Linked DNA regions of Mus musculus: region 2 is linked to region 1. The links are chromatin contacts, called in public ChIA-PET maps. All regions are on one chromosome and are shown on one strand. The core of a region is the stretch at or near the end of the contact, and the rest is flanking DNA. Distances in the headings are between cores, read along the strand shown.

Evidence for each region. ChIA-PET counts read pairs in DNA pulled down with a chosen protein or histone mark.
Region 2: a contact with region 1 is called in an RNA polymerase II ChIA-PET map of memory CD8 T cells, with 220 read pairs. The contact joins the enhancer-like site here to the promoter of Agtpbp1 in region 1. A contact is called at or near these places in 1 of 484 Hi-C or Micro-C datasets (nephron progenitors), 4 of 115 datasets of contacts at active chromatin or transcription factors (effector CD8 T cells, embryonic stem cells and memory CD8 T cells) and 3 of 9 other capture datasets (adipose tissue, liver and pancreatic islet).

What each region holds. Positions count from the first base shown.
Region 1 is chr13:59,554,823-59,560,111 of GRCm38.p6, forward strand. It overlaps Agtpbp1 (ATP/GTP binding protein 1), which reads right to left and starts at 2,480. Exons shown (of 26, transcript NM_001377097.1): 1 at 2,276-2,480.
Region 2 is chr13:59,652,934-59,658,012 of GRCm38.p6, forward strand. All of the region lies in intron 3 of Golm1 (golgi membrane protein 1), which reads right to left. Among named protein-coding and RNA genes, the nearest start is that of Golm1, 20 kb to the right of the region's middle. Within about 2 kb of position 3,673, at least 139 of the 459 cell types and tissues checked have an H3K27ac peak or open chromatin away from gene starts, as enhancers often do. A contact at or near this core is called in effector CD8 T cells, embryonic stem cells, liver and 1 more, where this site is marked.

The DNA of each region.
Region 1 (5,289 bases), core at 1,230-3,729:
TCCCAGAGCAACATTGTCACTGAGAACCTGGAAGATAGGTTAGTAAAATTTCAGCCACCACCAAGAGGGAGACAGCCAAGATTCTGTCAGAGAGGCCAGGCAAGCGAGGATACTCAGCTCTCCAGCACCATCCCAGGGAACGCAGCTCAGGGCGTACCTGTTCTATTTAAAAGGGAACACAGCTCAGGGCGTACCTGTTCTATTTAAAACATGTACGTTTCCATCAAAGGGCAGTGAGGCTACACTCTCTCAGCCTCAAACAAGGAAGTGGGTCCTAGGGACTGATCTGTGCTAACACTGCTCAGTCTGAAGTCTCCCTTCAGCCACTTACACCGAGGGCGATCAGTAGCAGCAACAGTTATGCCTACTGAGCACTTCCCGTGAGCCATGCTCTGTGGACAAGCGCCACACTCGTGTTAACTTCATGAGATCACCCTAAGTGCACAAGCACCATCATCTCCATTTTGGGCAAGGACAGAACTGCATCCAGAGAATAAACAGCTTGCCTGCAGCAAGCCAGGACACAAACTCAGCCACTCTGGCCGAGCCCCAACTCCTCAGCCACTGCGACACTACAGCCAGGCACTGTGACCTGCAGTGACATGAGGTCTAACACACAGCACCCACCCTCAACCCTCTCCGGCATGTGCACCGATATCCGCTGCTCAAGTTACGATCCTAAGGGATGTGCAGAGGATCACCAGTCACCGTTTCCTCCTATCTGAACTCAGAGCTGAGGGCATCAAGCAAGAAGAGCAGACTCTGAAGATGACTACTGAGGAGGAAGCTAAAAAGGCAAAATCCAAACTTTAGGATGCCATACAAATTAAAATAGTTCACGCCCTTGCAGCTTTTACCTCTAACTAATGCAGGGTTAATCATTACACGGCACTGCCGCCAGACTTTTCTAAAGAGGATGCTTCAAGGGAGAGAGCAAGATGGTTCTGCAAGCACCGGCTCATGGCCATGACCACTCTCCTTCCATCACCTGCACCACAAGGTCGAAAAGAGAACCAAAACTCAAAAGTGCTCTGATCTATACACACATGTAAAAGAAATAAGGGGTAACCCTTGAGCCAAATCAATTGGAAAACCTTTATTTAAAAATTGCTACCACTGGGCTGGAGAGATGGCTCAATGATTAAGGGCCGTTCTTTCGGAGAACCTGGGTGGGTCTGATTCCAAGCATCCACATGGTGGCTCACAACCATATGTAACTCCAATTCCAGTGAATCTGACACATTCTTCTGACCTCCTCAGGTACACACATGGTGCACACACACATGCACACACAGGCACACACACATATGTATATATACATATGCATATGCGTATAAATCTTAAGAAACTAAAAATACCACAGAAGGTTAAATTACGTTAATATATTTGACATTTATGTCATGTTGGTCAAACACATAAGGGGTCTGTTTCAGAGTCCAACAGAGATTACAATTTTAAACACTGATCCATCAATTCAAGGCAAAACTCTATGGTCATTCAAAATGACAGTGTAACTCCATTGTAGAATGTGACTCGGGAGAACGAGAAACCAAGCAAACCAGGAGAAACTCGGGTGGACTAAGGCATCGCCAAAGTGCGGCCCATTAGAGGGATCTGATTACAGATCTCCAGGACTTTGGTTTTGACATCTGGCCTGTTTTAAAATCCGTACCGTTCAAAGTGCCTTAAATAAATCATTTCTTCTGCAGCCAACGAAACCAGAAACATTTCCAAAACACAATTACAAAAATAACTTCCTCTCTCAGGGAAGCAAGGAGAACTGTGAGAATAAGTCAGAAGCTGGCCAAGGAAGAGCGAGCGCTCGGGAGAGCCACTCGACTCTGTGGACTGCGAACTGCCGGGTACCTGATGGGCACCGTTACCATTCCGAACACCTGGAGAGGGCTTGCCACAGACAGCCTGCCATGCCAGCGGGATCGCCGTCGTTACCTCACACGCCGTGCGAGACCTGCATCATCCACGGACCAGCATACACAGTCAACGTCCACCCCGACCACCCGGGGAGGTGTTGAAACTGCCGTCCACGGCGCTAAACTGTCAGGGAGCAGCCAATCAAAGGGTCCCGGGGCGCGGCAGGGCGGAGGCCAGGGAGTGGCGGGCAGCGGAGCGCGGAGGAGAGTGCACGGGGCGACGACCGCCCCGGCTCGCTCGACTGCCCGCCTCGCCGCCTGGCAGCGCGCTTCGCCTCCGCCAAGTGAACCGAGGAGCCGCCGGGAGCCGGCGAGCGGGACGCGCGGGCGGCGGGGACGCTCACCGGCTCGGCTTGGGCGCTGCGCTCGGCCTCCGCGCCCGGGACTCCCGGGGCGCACGGCGGTTCCTCGCCGCCCGCCGCCCTTCTCCCGCCGTCCGCCGCCCGCGGCCCGCCGTTTTCATACAAACCCGGGTGGCAGGAGAGGCGGAGGCGGCGAAGACGGCCGCGGAACATGCCCGCATCCCGGGCAACGTCAGCGCGGCGCCCCGCCCAACTCACGGCTCCGAGGGCCGGCTCGCGTGCGCCCGGTAGGGCGCGTGCGCGTGGGGGAAGGGCGCTTCCAGGGAAGGGCGGGACGTCGGGGGGGGGGGGGGCCCGCGGGGCGCGTGCCCGCCGGCGGGGGCGGCACGCCTGGAGGGAAGACAAGCTGCGCGTGCGCAAGGTCGGGTGGGTACCAAGAGGCGGGGCGGGGCGAGGAGGGGCGGGGCGGGGCGGGCGGGGCAGGGTGGGGCGGAGTAGGGAAAGGACTCCACTCTGGCGTGGGCAACCGGCGGTGCGCGCCCTTACCTTTGGGTTCCTGTGGGTCGTGGGCCAGTGTAAACGTGTTAGCCCGCTAGCAGATCGACACGTTCATCAAATCGCCTTCTTTTTTCCTTCCCAACCGGGGGCGTAGCTCCCAAATCCCATCAAACCTTGGGAAACAGTGAGGCTAGTCCTTCCTGACCCCAAGTTGACCCAGAACAGGCTGTGAAGGCTGTGGCGCATGGCCCATTTATCCAGGTAAATGAGATTATCTGATGGTACTGCGAACAAAATGTCATGCCCATTCATTTCAAAACGATGTTATGGAAAACCTTGGTGCAGAAGCTAAAGGCAAAAAACAGTGGGGGAGAAGTAGGGAGCATGCTTGTGTTTTGACTGTGTTTAAATACTCTGAGATACATTGTTAATAAAGACATCATTTGCCTTTTTAAGGAGCATCGACCATGCTCCCTGTTTATGGTGGTTGGTAAGGGATGTAAAATTATCACAGCATGATAGGGGACTAAACTGAGCCCTGTGGGGTTTTTATTTTGTTCTTATGTTTCGTTCAAGCAGGTTTGTGGAGGTAATTCAAAAAACGTATTCAAGGTGTGAAACAGTGCTTCATGCTACTTGCTCTTGGCAGATGTCTTTACTGAGAGGAACAAAAGACTGCCATTTTATAAATGTTGGTTTTCCCCATACCTATAACACATGTGCACATAATGATAGATTCAAGTATTTAAAATACCTTTAAACCACTCTCCACCACAAACTCCCCAAAATGAAAACGATTGTCTAAGAACATTTAGTAGTTCAAAATTCATGAGACATTATTCAAAGAACGTGTTTCTAAATCAACTTGCAATCTAGAAATACATATAAATTGAATTCCTCTTTAGCAAAGTATGGTTAATGGTCAGAACAAAGGCTCAGAAGATTGGCCCATACAGCCGGGTAACCCACAGCGTCATTGGCTTTGAAGTTATTGCAAACACACAACTTGCAGATGAATGGCACCTTTAGCAAGTGTGAGAACCTTCTCACCTGGAGAAGGATTGGGCTCCAGCTCTTATCAGACCCATGGGAGTTCCCAGCCTCAAGGACCATAACTTAAAAGCATGGAAGCACAAGGGTTTGAGCACTCGGGAATTAGCTGGCTACTTCTCTGAGCACCACACTGCTCCAGCTGTCTCCAAACCCTCAGCCAGAGCACTGTGCAGGAGCAAGGGTCCTCCAAGATCTCCCTCCATCGCCATGCTGTTAGACACCTTCTCTCCCAGAGCCACTCCTTTGAAGGCTCAGCTCAATCTTGTACGCCTCCACTTCCCTTCTCCCCAGAGGCCTGCTTCCAACCTACCTGAACAGTAGTGGAATTCAAATGATTTTGAAACCTCACTCATTGTGTGGCAATAAACTAATGACTAGAGGGAAGCATGACTCAGTGACCGGATACATGCTTTGCACTGGGGCCCCAGTTCAATACCAACTGCCACAAAAATAACTTGTAAAAAAGAGTCATCAGATGTAGGTCAGTCTAGATCGCTTAACTGGCACACCTCAGCCTGGCAACTCAGAGATTCTGTACAACTTCACTTATTTCGGCTTTAGTGGTAGAGAGCATGGCTCCATCTCTCTTGATTTCTTTACCTCTTAAATCTTTAATACTGTGGCTTACAAAATGCAACAAACTTAATAATGAAACTGTAGCTGAAAGATCTAGAATATCCATGGACCTCTCCAAAAGTACGGTTTCCGTGGGGAGCATAAATGTTGGGACAGCAGTTCGGTCCTGGATTTCTGAAACCTGGTGGGTCCTCCGGAATTGCAAGACTGTTATAGCTCTTCGCCATATTCAACAATCAACAATTTACTGAACACCTATATAGGTCAGAGGCAATCATCTGGAGATCTTTGGGGAAATAAAGCAAATAACTTCACTGGATGAAATGTCTAGCAACTGCCCTGTGTCAGGCTGAAGAATTTCCTACAAATAGGCCGAGGAGCAGAAATTCAGGATGAAGAACTTGAGCCGAACCTAAATAAATGTGGCCAAGCTGGGAGATGGGAGAAATAACCCTTATATGGCACACAATGGAATGGATTTAGATGTAAAAGGTCTTACCATGGTTTCCATCTGGTTGCTACAAATGGCATGGTGATCAGGGCCAGAAAACTTGAGAGAGAGAGACAGAGAGAGAGAGACAGAGAGAGATAGAAAGACAGAGAGAGAGACAGAGACAGAGAGACAGAGACAGAGAGAGAGAGAGAGAGGGTTTTTTTTTTCCTGTAGGCCTGGCTGTTCTAGAACTAGTTCTGTACACCAGGCTAGTCTTAAACTTGCAGAAATACAGCTGCCTCTATTTCCTGTTTGCTGGGATTAAAGGCTTGGGCCACCATCACCTGGGAACAACTAAAATCTTAAACTGTCAGTCCAAGAATATAACTGGGACTGAGCTCATTATAAAAATTCATTTTTTTAAGGGCCAGCCTGCTCAGTGGTAAGGACCCTGAGCACTAAGCCAGGGGATCTAAATCCAATCTTTTCAACCCAT
Region 2 (5,079 bases), core at 2,423-4,922, 99 kb after region 1:
GCCTGTCACTTAAGGAAGGAATGCTGTCTGAAGCCTCTAGAAGCCTCTAGTGATTTCACAGGGAGCCAACATCCTAGCAGTTATTTAACAAAGTAGACCGTAAACAGGTCAATGCTTGATGTAACCTCCTGCTACAATCGAGAGTCACAACACATAAGGTTTCCCAGGAAACCTGGAATCAAGCCTCCGCAGTTCACCTGGGCTCCCCGGCTTTGCTTCCAATGTCCTCAGTGTGCTTCTGTCTCATCAGCCTGTCTCTCCTGAGAGGAGAGTCATCTTTCATGATGAATTGTGTAGTGCTTTCTGTCACTGTGACCCTGGATCAGGTTTCAGAAGTTGCTGCCAGTTAATTATGGTAAGGAGCATGGAGGAGCAGTTCACGCATGGTGACCAGAACAGACACAAGGAGGAGGCAGGGACTAGGTGGTCCTGAGGACCTGCCTTGTCACATGACTTCTCTTGGGAAGACAAGAACAAGCTGTTCACCTCCAACAACAACACAAGCCTAGTTTGGCAACCTACTCACTTTTACTGGGGGGTGATAGCGACATGGGTGAGGGACTACTACAGGAGCATGGCTAACAGAGACCCTTGTGTCAGTAGAAGCCACCTCAGCATCAGGAAAGCAGCATCCCCGGAGCTCCCTGCTCACCTTGCAGGCAGCTCCATTAAAGACCCCGTCACAATTCCTTCTTGTGGTGGAGCCTTGGAAGCCTAAGTTCTGAGCGTCCTTGCTTAGTCCTCAGGGTTGAGTATTCCTTTCCCCTCTAGGAGGGAGTGGTTCCGTTGGAAACGGCGTTACAGATGCCCCCAGTGACCTGTCTCTACAACCAAAACAGCATGCCAGCTGGGGCCAATCCCACAGGGCAGGAGCCTGTGGAGACAGGCCACAGTCAAACCATGCCACGAGCAGGGAAGGCCTGCCTCTCCTCCATAGCTGTAGCCAAAGAGGTTCCTCACGGGGAATGTTGGCCTAAACCAGCTCTGCCTACAAACCCACCCTCCCCACATGCTCCTTAAACTGAAAACCTCTGGCCTTCATGACCACACCACCCCTTTACCTCTATCCAGCTACTGTTCTAAACACCAAGGTGCTGAACTCTGGCTCTGCTGAGAGGTGGGGAGACAGACAACTGGAAAAGCACGGTGATCCTCTGACAGGTGGCCCTGCACAGGTGTGCATGAGATGTCCAAGTGAACAAGCACTGAGGGGCGCGGCAACAATCTATCTACACTCCAGCTTCAGGCAGCAAATAAAGGCACTCGGCATTTGAGCTGTGGTTCGGTGGCTGAGTACTGCCTCCAACAAGTCAAGGGCAGAGGAAATGGCTGAAGCTCGACGCCATCTGTGGAGGAAATGCCTGATGCATACGGGCTGGCCACCCAACCAAAGCAGCTCCGGCCAGAGCACCCTGAACCTTTGATGGAGGAGAGCAATACCCTTCCACCTTCACAGCTAGGCTGAGCAGGAAGGCCCAGCTCAGCGGAAGGCCAGGGCACTCTTCATGCACCCTAGGATCTTTTTTGCAGACTAAGGGCTGCAAGGAGTCCCCATCCCCAAGGTAAGGGAGAACCCTGTGGAAAGTGAGCCATAAGCCAAACTGGCTGCTGGGAAACTAAGAATCTCCAGAAAAGGGACTGTGCAGGTGCTGGTGATAGGAGGGAGGGACGGAGGGAGGGACAGAGGGAGGGCAGGCAATGTGATGATGGCAGTTTTCTGGGGGTTGCAAAGTCCATTTCCTGGGAGAAGAGTTGAATGACTCCGAAAGAGACTAGGCCTCGGAGAAAGAGAAAGTAATAGTCCATACACTTGGTGTTTCATAAGGGGCCGCCCCTTTCCCTTACTGGTCCTGTTTATGTACCTGCCCTGGAGCCCTCCTGATGTTTCTCCTTGCAATGTCCTCTGCAAACAAGAAGCTACCATCTCGGGGAACCTGCCTGGGCTTTCCTGGTCCACCTGTGGACCTCTAAGGCCCTGTCAAAAGAAAGAGAACAGGGGATCACAAATGTCTCCCAGGCTCTTGGCCCACTGCATGCCTCTACAGGTAACTTGGGTTAAAGAGAATTCCCAGGGGGCCCCAAGCAAGCCAGGCATGGAGGACCCCAGAACACTCACTGATGCCTCACTTGTAAGTGAACTGAAATCAAACCACAGCCTCCTCTGTCCTCGCCCTTGACGCAATGCACACTCCTGTGGCACACCCAGCACCTCCTTGGCTCCTCTCCACATCCCCTTGCTAGACACTGTTCAAGACCATAGCTCTGGTGCTGAGGGTAGAGGCCGAGGGTCAGTTCTAGCACCACAGCTCCATCTACCACCACAGCAAGGAAGCCGCTAAGACAGGGAATCTCAGCTCTGTCTCTGAAAGAGAGCATGCTGGCACCAACAATTCTGAACTCTTTCTGGCTAGCTTTGGCCATCCAGGAGACAAGCCATCTGTGGGCTGGAGGCCTGTGGCCATAGGTTTTCAGCCTCAAGGGACTTCACGACTAGGACACAGATGATTAAAGAATCCCTGCACAGAGCCCCTGGCGTGGCCACATTGTATTGTACCCAAATGGGAATCTTGTCCATATATCTTGTCTCCTGTTCAGGAGGTGACACTTGCACCCAAGTGATCTGCTCCTGAGCTAGTTAGACAAGCTGGTGAACGTCCCCAAGGACATTTGCCCAAAACTGTCCATCCCAGATAGAATACCAGTGGCAGACTAACTTATTCCAAGTCTAGAGTAGTAAACCAGTGAGCTTAACTGAGTTACTTAGGAATCAGGGATAAGGGCTACGTGCAAGGGCACGGACAACTTAAGGCAGGTACACCACTACAGAAGAGGCTCCCCACCCGCCACAGTTAGCTGTTAACTAACCACTCACACAGCCGTGAGTGGCCCTCGTGCATTCAGTGCCTGCCTCGTGAGCTGCCTGTGAGCAGCCAAGGAGCCTTTGCGGCTGTCTATAAGTCAATGGGAGGGGTCAGTTCAATGTTAAGCAGGTGTGGGTTTCAAGATGGCAGTGGTCACGCCCTGCCTGGAGGTCAGAGTTTCATGGCAAGTTACCAGGGCCATGACCATCACTCCTAATGATCCCACTTGTGACGGCTAACCCTACCTGTCGAGTGCAGAGGATCTGAAATCACCTAAGAGACAAACCTCTGGGCACGCACGTCTAGGAGGAAGCATCTCCATGGGGTAAACTGAAACATCAAGGCCTGGCCACGTGACAGCCGCCATGATGGACTGGCCTTTAACCGTGAGCCAGATAAGCACTTTGTCACCTCTGCCACAGCCTGAGGAAGGCAATGGATCCACCATGGGTTCTAAACCCCAAGTAACTGTAGACACCAACGTGCCAAAACCAAAGGGAAAATAGCATCAAGAAGAGGGTTGCTGGGGTGCTTTCCCTCCACGCTTACTTTATGGTATTAGGTTAGAAAGTGTAAAGGGAACTTTGAGCATGTCACGTGGGACCCTGCACTCCTTTAGATAGGTACGGCCCCCATAGACTGGTGTGTGTGTGTGTGTGTGTGTGTGTGTGTGTGTGTGTGAATGCTTGGCCATTGGGAGTGGCACTGTTAGGAGGTGTGGCCTTGCTGAAGGAAGCGTGTCCCTAGAGTGTGGGCTCTGAGGTCTCTGAAGCTCACAGTTCATTTCCTGCTGCCTGCTGATCTGGACGTAGAACCCTGAGCTCCCTCTCCACACTCTGCAGCCTTCCTTCTTGCATACCACGTCTGGGAGGCTCAATTCCACGGTCCACAGTCATTCCGAGTAAGATGCACTAACCACGTGGGTTAGTGGTTTCCCCCCACAGAAGCAAATCTGTCTGGATCACTTCCTGTTCCTTTAAGCAACCCCAATAAAACTCACTGGTTCACCACGGTGGACTTGGGGGGTATCTGTTTGGGTTTCTTGCTGGTTCCCTATCTGGGGCAAGTAGACAAGCTTTCAGTCACCCCAGGAATAGTCACTCGGGGAGAAACCAGGAAGCTGACAGCACCTCAGTGCACCCTAGGGTAAGTGAGGATCACCCAGCCAGAGGCCCCGTCCTTCCTTCCACCTATCCACTGCTCCTGAATTTGCATGGCTGGAATCAAACCCAGGCTCCACCAGCAGGCAGCTGTTCATCTGGGAGCTCCTCTTGCACACAAAGCAAGGAACAGGCCTCTGTAGCTTCTTCTCCATCCCCCTCACATCTTCCGTTCAGTCCTTTCTGACCCGGGAACTTTATTTCCATCACAAAGGAAATGCACTCTAAGGATTTTCTTTGTGTCCCGCAAGGCAAATTAACTCACACAAAAAGTATAAAAGTCAAGGCAGACACACAGCTGCCAGGAACCAGCCAAGCAGAGGATGCCACAGACATTGACGGAAGCTATTTCTGACTAAGGTTTGGCAAGCAAACATGGGCAGGAAGCTCTGCATTTGTCCCAACAGTGCTACTGAGTAGCCAAGGATCTCCCCACCTCTTCCTCTAGGTGGGCCAAACAGTAAATACCCTGCCCCGACCCAGGACCCGCAGGACATCTCCAGACCTCAAATCAGCCTTCTGACAGAAACATAACAGAATGAACTCCAACCTTAGGAGATAATGCAGAGCCACACAAGTGAATATTTATGGGATTCTGTCAATAATTAAAACCCCCAAGTTTCAAACCTTTAGAAATGTGTTTTAAGCAGCGTACAGGCTCACACCTACAATTCTAACACTCCAGAGGCTGACTGGAGGACCACATCCCAAGTCTAAAGATAAGTAAATTAATGAATAAAACCAAATAAAGACAAATTTGTTTTATATGTACCCATATATGCACCTGTTAAAGGAAAATAAGGAGTTGGGAATAATGGCTTTTGCCGCTAATCTTCGTATTTGGGATTCTGAGGAAGGAGGATTGCTGTGAGTTTAGGACCAACCTGGGCCACATAGTAAGTTTCAGGTCAGACTACCTCCAAACCATGAGGCTGGAGAGATGGGTAGCAGTGGAGAGGACTTGCTGTGCAAGCTCAGGTCCCAACAGCCACATGACAGACAGGAGGACTGCAGCAACAGCCACAGCCACGTGGCAGACAGGAGGACTGCGGCAGCTG